Linked DNA regions of Danio rerio: region 2 is linked to region 1. A link is a contact called in public Hi-C data. All regions are on one chromosome and are shown on one strand. The core of a region is the stretch at or near the end of the contact, and the rest is flanking DNA. Distances in the headings are between cores, read along the strand shown.

Evidence for each region. Hi-C and Micro-C count contacts between places; a contact is called where the count stands out from the background.
Region 2: a Hi-C map of gastrula embryo shows a contact between it and region 1, with 2.2 times the contacts expected there. The contact joins the promoter of rpl36 here to the enhancer-like site in region 1. A contact is called at or near these places in 2 of 18 Hi-C or Micro-C datasets (caudal fin and gastrula embryo).

What each region holds. Positions count from the first base shown.
Region 1 is chr22:3,238,257-3,242,199 of GRCz12tu, forward strand. No RefSeq gene overlaps it. Among named protein-coding and RNA genes, the nearest start is that of lmnb2, 36 kb to the right of the region's middle. Within about 2 kb of position 1,850, at least 37 of the 62 cell types and tissues checked have an H3K27ac peak or open chromatin away from gene starts, as enhancers often do. A contact at or near this core is called in caudal fin and gastrula embryo, where this site is marked.
Region 2 is chr22:3,275,809-3,279,751 of GRCz12tu, forward strand. It overlaps rpl36 (ribosomal protein L36), which reads left to right and starts at 1,661. Exons shown (of 4, transcript NM_212952.2): 1 at 1,661-1,693. It overlaps lmnb2 (lamin B2), which reads right to left and starts at 107. Exons shown (of 12, transcript NM_131002.2): 1 at 1-107.

The DNA of each region.
Region 1 (3,943 bases), core at 600-3,099:
AGTATAAAGACTGCCACCTGGTGGTGCAAAGAGAAAACTTATTGATATGAACTTTTTAGATCGCTTTAGTACAGTCTGTGTATAATAGAAATGCAGAATATGTGACTTTTTTAAAGCAATAACACATTTATGCAGTCATGAACATGTTTTGATAGTTAATATGCCGGTGATTTGATGCTTCACAAAAGTTGCAGACGCCTTTACCAATATCAAAATGCTTTTGTAAACAACCAGTTATTCCATACAGCGATTAAAAAAACGCTACTATAATAAAGAAAATCTTCTCTAAATGTAGAACTAAATACACTGATTTGCATTGAAATACATGATGAATACTCCTGACACATGAAAGTGTAAAGCCTGCAGCTCACAACAAATGTGGAAAGTTATCGCGTGTCATATTTAACAAGCCGTGTACTGCTAATTTGATGTAATTTTGCTCACATGGATAATTGAATATTCATCAGATGATGTCATTACGCTGCTGTGCCGTCAGCCAATCGCTGCATAGTTGATCATGATTTCGAGGATCGATAGATCTGTCCTTCACAACACACGCAGCGATCTCAGATCAGTTTATCCAGACATTCTAATCTGATTCACGAACTTATTTGAAGAACCAAATTAGCGAGAGATCAGTTATCAAGATTAACAGATCCAGGATCTGCCAAATCATCTTAGATCATTTAAGCGAGGTACGAAGAACGGACCCCTGTAAGAAAATATCAGAATTGGGAACATACTTTCTTCATTATCTTTGCATGAACTGAGCCGATCTAATCCTGTTTATATGAATTGAACCTGCTTCCGATCAGGTTTGACCTAGCAGAACTGTTGCTATGACAACAACTCTCGGATCAGCTTTGAAGAACGAAACGATCCTGGATCATGTCAAATCGTCAATATCCAAATCCAGCTAACTGAGTAATCCACGTACGAAGAACGATTAATCATAAAAAGATCAGGATCTGGACACCCAGGCAACATAAATTATGAATGATGCTGATTTGCATATGATTATTAATCTTTCCAATCACTGCATTCAGATATAAAAAATGCAAAAAAAAATAAATAAAAAAATCAAGAGATTCCGCCTTTAGTCGTTTTAGCAAGTTACAGTCAAATACACAGCAGTAGTGGGAGAACAGTTTATAGTTCAGATATAACCACCGATGTTTATGGTGAAGATGAAAATCACCGTCATATGCGTTTAAATGAAAGTTGTAGGCGGCTGTCACATTATTTAACCAATAGGTGGCGACACTCAGCCATCAAAATGTTCATTTCGCCACAGAGGAATGAACCACCAACTTATCCAGCATGTTTCACATAGCTACAGCCGCAACCCAGAACTGGGAAACACCCATACACACTTACATTTTATACTACGAACAATTTAGTTCATCAATTCCCCTATAGCGCATGTGTTTGTGAAAACATGCAAACTCCACACAGAAATGGCAACTGGCCTAGTCGGAACTCGAACCGTTGACCTTCTTGCTGTGAGGCCGCAGTGCTAACCACTGAGCTAACATTTGCATATATTAATTTATCAAATTAACAACAAAACAAATCTGCGTATAATGATGGACGCCACATATTCCCCCCTTTACCTTTTTTCACTGATGGTTTATTACTGGAGTCGTCCATTAAGGACTCCTCAACACACTCCGGCTACCAGCGCAGTGTGGGTGTCGAAATGGTGTGCGTGTGTGTGGGAGACACGGCCGGCGTCTGTGTGATCGGAGGTGGGTGGAGGAAAGGAAAAAAAGAGAAAATGAAAGACAAGGAGCAAAACCGAGAGCCCCTTCCTCTGGGCAGAGACATGACACACTAATGACTGAGAGACAGCGGTAGAGGAGTGCAAGCGTGTGTGTGTGTGTGTGGGGGCGGACTGGTACAAACACACCACGCTTCCACATCCAGAAGCAAAAACACCCGAGATGAGATGTTCATCTGCTTTCTGGCGCTGGGTGTGTGTGAGGAACATAATATTACAGCTTTCAGAGGCGTTGCTGAAAACAGCCTTAAACATAGAGGGGTCACCCAGCGAGAAAACAACCCAAAAAAACAGACTGAGAGAGTCGCATCAGCCGACAACTGCCGCATCACAGATGAAAATGCTGGATTTTAGAGATGCAGCGCGCTCTAGTGGTGAACAGGAGGGTTGCGTTTTAGACTACATGCACACTGTAAAAATGCTGGATTCACACAATCGATGTGTAGGAACATGAAGTTAACCTATTAGATTTATAAATTTAAGCAGAATTAACGTCAATTTGTTATGATTAATTAACCCCTAAGGGCTTTATCATCTCAGCTTGCTTTAAATTAGTTTGAGTGTTTGTTTCTAGTCCAAATATCTAAAGATTCTAAAATCAGGAAGCATTTTCTGGATAAAAAGAAGTTAAAATTAAGTGACTTGGTACTTAAAACAAGTGAAATAATCTGCCAATGAGGAAGGCAAAATAATCTACACTCACCGGCCACTTTATTAGATACACCTTTTCAACTGCTCTTGTCGCAAATTTCTAAGCCAATCACATGGCAGCAACTCAATTTATTTAGGCATGTAGACAGTTCAAACCGAGCATCAGAATAAGGAAGAAGGGATTTAAGTCACGTTGAATGTGGCATGCTTGTTGGTGCCAGACAGGCTGGTCTGAGTATCTCAGAAACTGATCTATAGGGATTTTCACGCACAACCATCTCTAGGGTTTACAGAGAAAAAGAAAATATCCAGTGAGCGGCAGTTCTGTGGGCACAAACGACTTGTTGATGCCAGAGGTCAGAGGAGAATGGCCAGACTGGTTCCAGCTAATAGAAAGGCAACAGTAACCCAGATAACCCTCTCGTTGCAACTGAGGCCTGCAGAAGAGCATCTCTGAACACACAACACGTCTAACCTAGAGGCGGATGGGCTACAGCAGCAGAAGACCACACCGGGTGCCACTCCTGTCAGCTAAGAACAGGAAACTGAGGCTACAATTCACACAGACTCACCAAAACTGGACAATAGAAGATTGGAGAAACGTTGCCTGCTCTGATGAGTCTCCATTTCTGCTGCCACATTCGGATGGTCGGGTCAGAATTAAGGCAGTTCTGAAGGCAAAAGGGGGTACAACCCAGTACTAGTAAAGAGTACTTAATAAATTGGCGGGTGAGTGTAGTTCTTGCTTTGAATTAAAACTATGTTTTGTTTTGGCAAGCAAAAATAAACTGAAAAGCCTGTAGACGGTGTCTTAAAGGTTTACTTTAATCACAAATTCAAGAATTAATTTAAAAACAAATCTTCAAAAGCAGTTCAAGCTGTAATGGAAAACGGGGTTTGGCAATGAATTACTAGCTCGTTAAATAATAATAAAAAAACATTGACTCGAATTGACTAAAATTGTAAGCTTTTTATTTCAATGACTAAATTTCAGTACTTGGGTTAAATGTTGGGTCAGATCAAACATGCAGCAGGGTGCCTTACAATGTTAAGTCGAGTCAACTATTCTTTTTTTTTTTCTTGCCATTTACACTGATGGATTAAAACTACAGTATAAGACTTTTGAAGCAATACCTTGCATTGTTTGTAACAATACTGCAATTGTATCCTACGCCACCCAACCCGCTCCGAGCTGGTATCAAACTGGCGACCTTCAGCTTGGGAGTCGGTTGCTCTATCAATGAGGATGAAGACCATGGCCTCTAGCGTCTGTCACTAGAGCACATTTAGAGGTCAGAGGAGTGAGATTTACCTGCGCAGCACACACTAGCTGGCGTCCGTTACATGATTATTATTTTATTAAACGCAAGCAGTTTATCAGTGCACAGTTTCAAGTCTTCAAACTTTAGAAATACTTACACTAATATAACAATGCTGGGTTGTTTTAAGCCACTGTTGGTGGTTAATCTTTTCAATTAGGTTTTTTTTTTTAACCCAACGGTTGGGTCCATA
Region 2 (3,943 bases), core at 411-2,910, 37 kb after region 1:
CTTTCCGGCGGCGCGTTAGGAAGTTTGCGTGGTTTTGTGGAGTTTTCTCAATGAAAGCGTGTGTTTGTAGTCCGACTGCTGGTTGGCTGCCTTTGAAACGGAGGTGTGAAAAGAAAATGGCCGACGCTAACGTAAAACCGCGCCAAAAGTCGCCCGAAGTGCTCACTGGGGGTTGTAGTCCAAAATGCTGTTAAACTACATGGGAGCTCGATATTATCTTTTCTTTTTGTTTAATCAATTTGAAGGTTCATATTTATCAAATAAACTTTTTATAACTTTTATATATATATATATATATATATATATATATATATATATATATATATATATATATATATATATATATATATATTCTTTTCCATTATTATTTCTTTCTCCTTTTTCCCGTTTGATTAAGTAAAACATGGTATTACGATACGTTCTGTCTTATATTGGTGTGTTACCTCACGCTTATGTTTGTCTAAATGAAATAAAAAAGGTTTTGGAGGAGACTTTACATTAATTTAATAAAATCATTGAATCAATTGAATCAGTGAGAGTCTGCATTTGTATAATTTTGAAGTGCTTCAGATTGTGTTAATTTCTTTCTGTTGTGTTTTAATTGTTCTTTGTTTTATTTAGACACGAATTGATATATAACGCTGACAAAATATGCTGCAAAATATACTAATGAAACATAACAACAACAACAATAATAATACATTATAATTATGCTGTGCTTCTCACGCTTAAGCATAATACAGGAAAAAGGGGAGTAAATATCAACAATTAAAATACCACAATATTTTATAAACTTAAAATGAAAAAACGATCAAAAAATATATATTTTTACATTTTCTTAAAACTACTTGAGGTGAGGTCTTCTAACAGGCACACACACACACACACACACACATGTATTTATAGATTTGTTTACTCATTTGTTTATATTTGCTTATTTATTTATTGTTTAATTTATGCAGGAGTTTATGCATTTATTCACTCATTTGTTTATATATTTGCGTATTTATTTATGTATTGTTTTATTTCTGCAGGAATTTATGCATTTATTTATATATTTGCACATTTATTTATTTATTTATGACATTAGGCATTTATTTACTCATTTATTTGTATATTCGAATATTTATTTAATTATTGTTTTTGCAGGTTTCATCCTACATATCAAATGTGTTCAAAACCTACATTGGTTTAACAAAAACCTTTAAAAAGTGTTTAATCAAAAATATATTCACTGGTTTGTTCAATCCACGTTACAGAAAACTGCAGTGGGGAACAGTCAAGGTACTATACTCATCTATTACATGTGTGTATTTTAATAATTTGGTTAGCCACAATTATTAAGCAAAACAAAATAACAAAAAAATCAGAAACAGAAATTTCCTATTTAAAAAATAGCCACATTCCTATTTTTGCATGAGGAATTTAAAATGAAAACAAAATAAAATTTTGACACATTCATGAGTTTGATACATCAAAAAGTTATTTATTTTAAATTTTTTGTAATGTAAAAAACACATTTTGAACAGATTGTTTACTTTCAAACAGCCGTAATGAACCGTTAAAGATCTTTTAATCAGTAGATGGCGCCATTAATATTCCCCGCGAACTGCTGTCTTTTCCGTCGCGTGTGAAAGTTCAGCTTCCGCCTGACAGCGGTCCTTCCGGTTTGGACGCCATTAGCAAAGAGCAGGTATGAATCTCCGGAGAATCACAAGCGTTAAAATCACTTTAATATCTTACACATCGAGTGTAAAATCACGACAGAAGTGCTTGTTTTTGAAAATATGAAGTTTAAAAAACGATTTCCGCCCATTATTGTGAAGGTTTATCACGATGTTCGTCTATTTTTAAGGCAGTCGCTTCGAGTAGACGCGAAAAAGCGCTCAGATGGCTTTCTCAAACGCTGCCGTTACAAATTTAACAAAACGATGACGAATTAACAATTCAGACGTGTATACGACGTTGCATTTACATTTCTTGCTTGTTTTATATTGGTATTTAACCTTTTTGAGCGCGTGTATGTAATCTTAACCAGCGACGGCATGCGAATAACCATATTAACATGTATTTCAAGCGTGTTTGTACATATGTATGAACAAGACATCCTTTTTTAAAATTGTTTATTAAATATTAACTATGTCTGAGCTCTTATGTGACGCGTTAATGTCGAGAATGAAGTATATGTGCTTTATAACCTAACTGGTGTAAGAATAGTTAACGTTATTCAGGCATAATTACACCTACAAAGTCAGAATATTACATCTATTAAATATTCGTACATTGCAGTGAGTTTATATAAAGCACACATTTCTATAGAAAATATAATTATTATTTATCATTATAATGCTGTTTCACACATGCTTATTGCACAATTATATATAGCACATTATATTTAAACATATATCTAACCAAACTATTTTTATTTTATTTACACGTAACACTTATAAAACATTTATATTTAAGCACACATGCAGTTTAGGATATGTTTGTGTAGTTTATTTTGTTTGTACTGTACATGTATTCAAGAATGTTATCTATAATTTATATCTAATACTTCAGCCCAGCTATGTTCTCTCACTGTGTTAAATTAGCAGTTTACCTCCTATAAATCACTTATCCATCACCACACGGGCCTTTTAGGACAGATTTATTCTGCATGTTTATTCAAGAATAATTACACTCAAACAGTAGAATATGCTATTATTTTTTAACTCTACATAATATATACAGTACATAAGCTCTTATTCAGCACACAAATGTCTTAATACTTTAGCACAGCTATGTTCTCTTACTGTTTTAATATCACAGTTTACCGCCTATAAAACACTTATCCATGGCCACACATGCGTTTTAAGACAGTTTATTCAAGAATGTTTACACTTAAACAGTATAATCTGCCTTTTTTACTAAATTGTGCTTATATATAGATATATAGATGAGCAATTCCAGCATTATGGATGTGACATTTGCAGTAAACTCAACATAAATTTGCATAGAACGTATATGTTAGCATTATATTGAAACTTTTGTTTATATTTTCCAGAACAACTGACCACAGAGTTATGGGAGCAGAAAAATATCAATTTATTAACATGTTTTGTACTTTATATGAGGAAAATAAACGGGCGTTATGGATGTGACAAAAAAAGTCTGCGGGTTTACAGTACACAACATACTTTGTTGAAAATCTGTGAATTAAACTGCACAACCCAAAAGACGCAATGCTAATCAAATGGATAAGAGTTGGCTCTCTATAAAACAAACGTGATTAATTTAATATTTTCACATTCATGAGGAAAAAGTTATGGATGTGACAGATGTAAAATTGCCGCTTGTGTGACTTTGGTAAATCTAATAGAATAGTTTGAAAACATTGACAGATGCATTTTTGCTTATTTCTAAAGTACTGGAAAATACTTGTTTACACAAAAAAAAAAAACAGAAACCTGTTCCGTATTTTAGTGAAAACGTAGGGTTTTTTTTTCCATGGCACATTGACATTTGCACGGTCATATTCATATATTATTATTACCGTTATGAGCCCTTATAAAGCACCCAGATGTCTAATATTTAACCCCAGCGATGTTCTCTCACTGTGTATTTAATGTAAGGATTAATTGATGATGAGTTAGAAAATGATGTGCAGCTAAGGTGAAGTGTAGGAGTGTTTATTTTCTGATAATTCAACCACTCAGAGTGCATTATTCCACTTCTACTCTTATACTTGAGGCTAAAACTCGCAATTCAGATGTTGTATTTAAGACATTTGTGAGGTTTTTGTCTTAACTTTTTTGTTTGTGTTGGACTGGTTTCTTGCACATCTCCAAAGCCTTCTGTTGTGTTTTAATGTGATTTTTGACGTTAATACTGAAATCCTGAGAGGTTGTGCATTTAAAATATTGAGATTTCTCTTGTTTTCTTGTGATCACGACCTAATTTT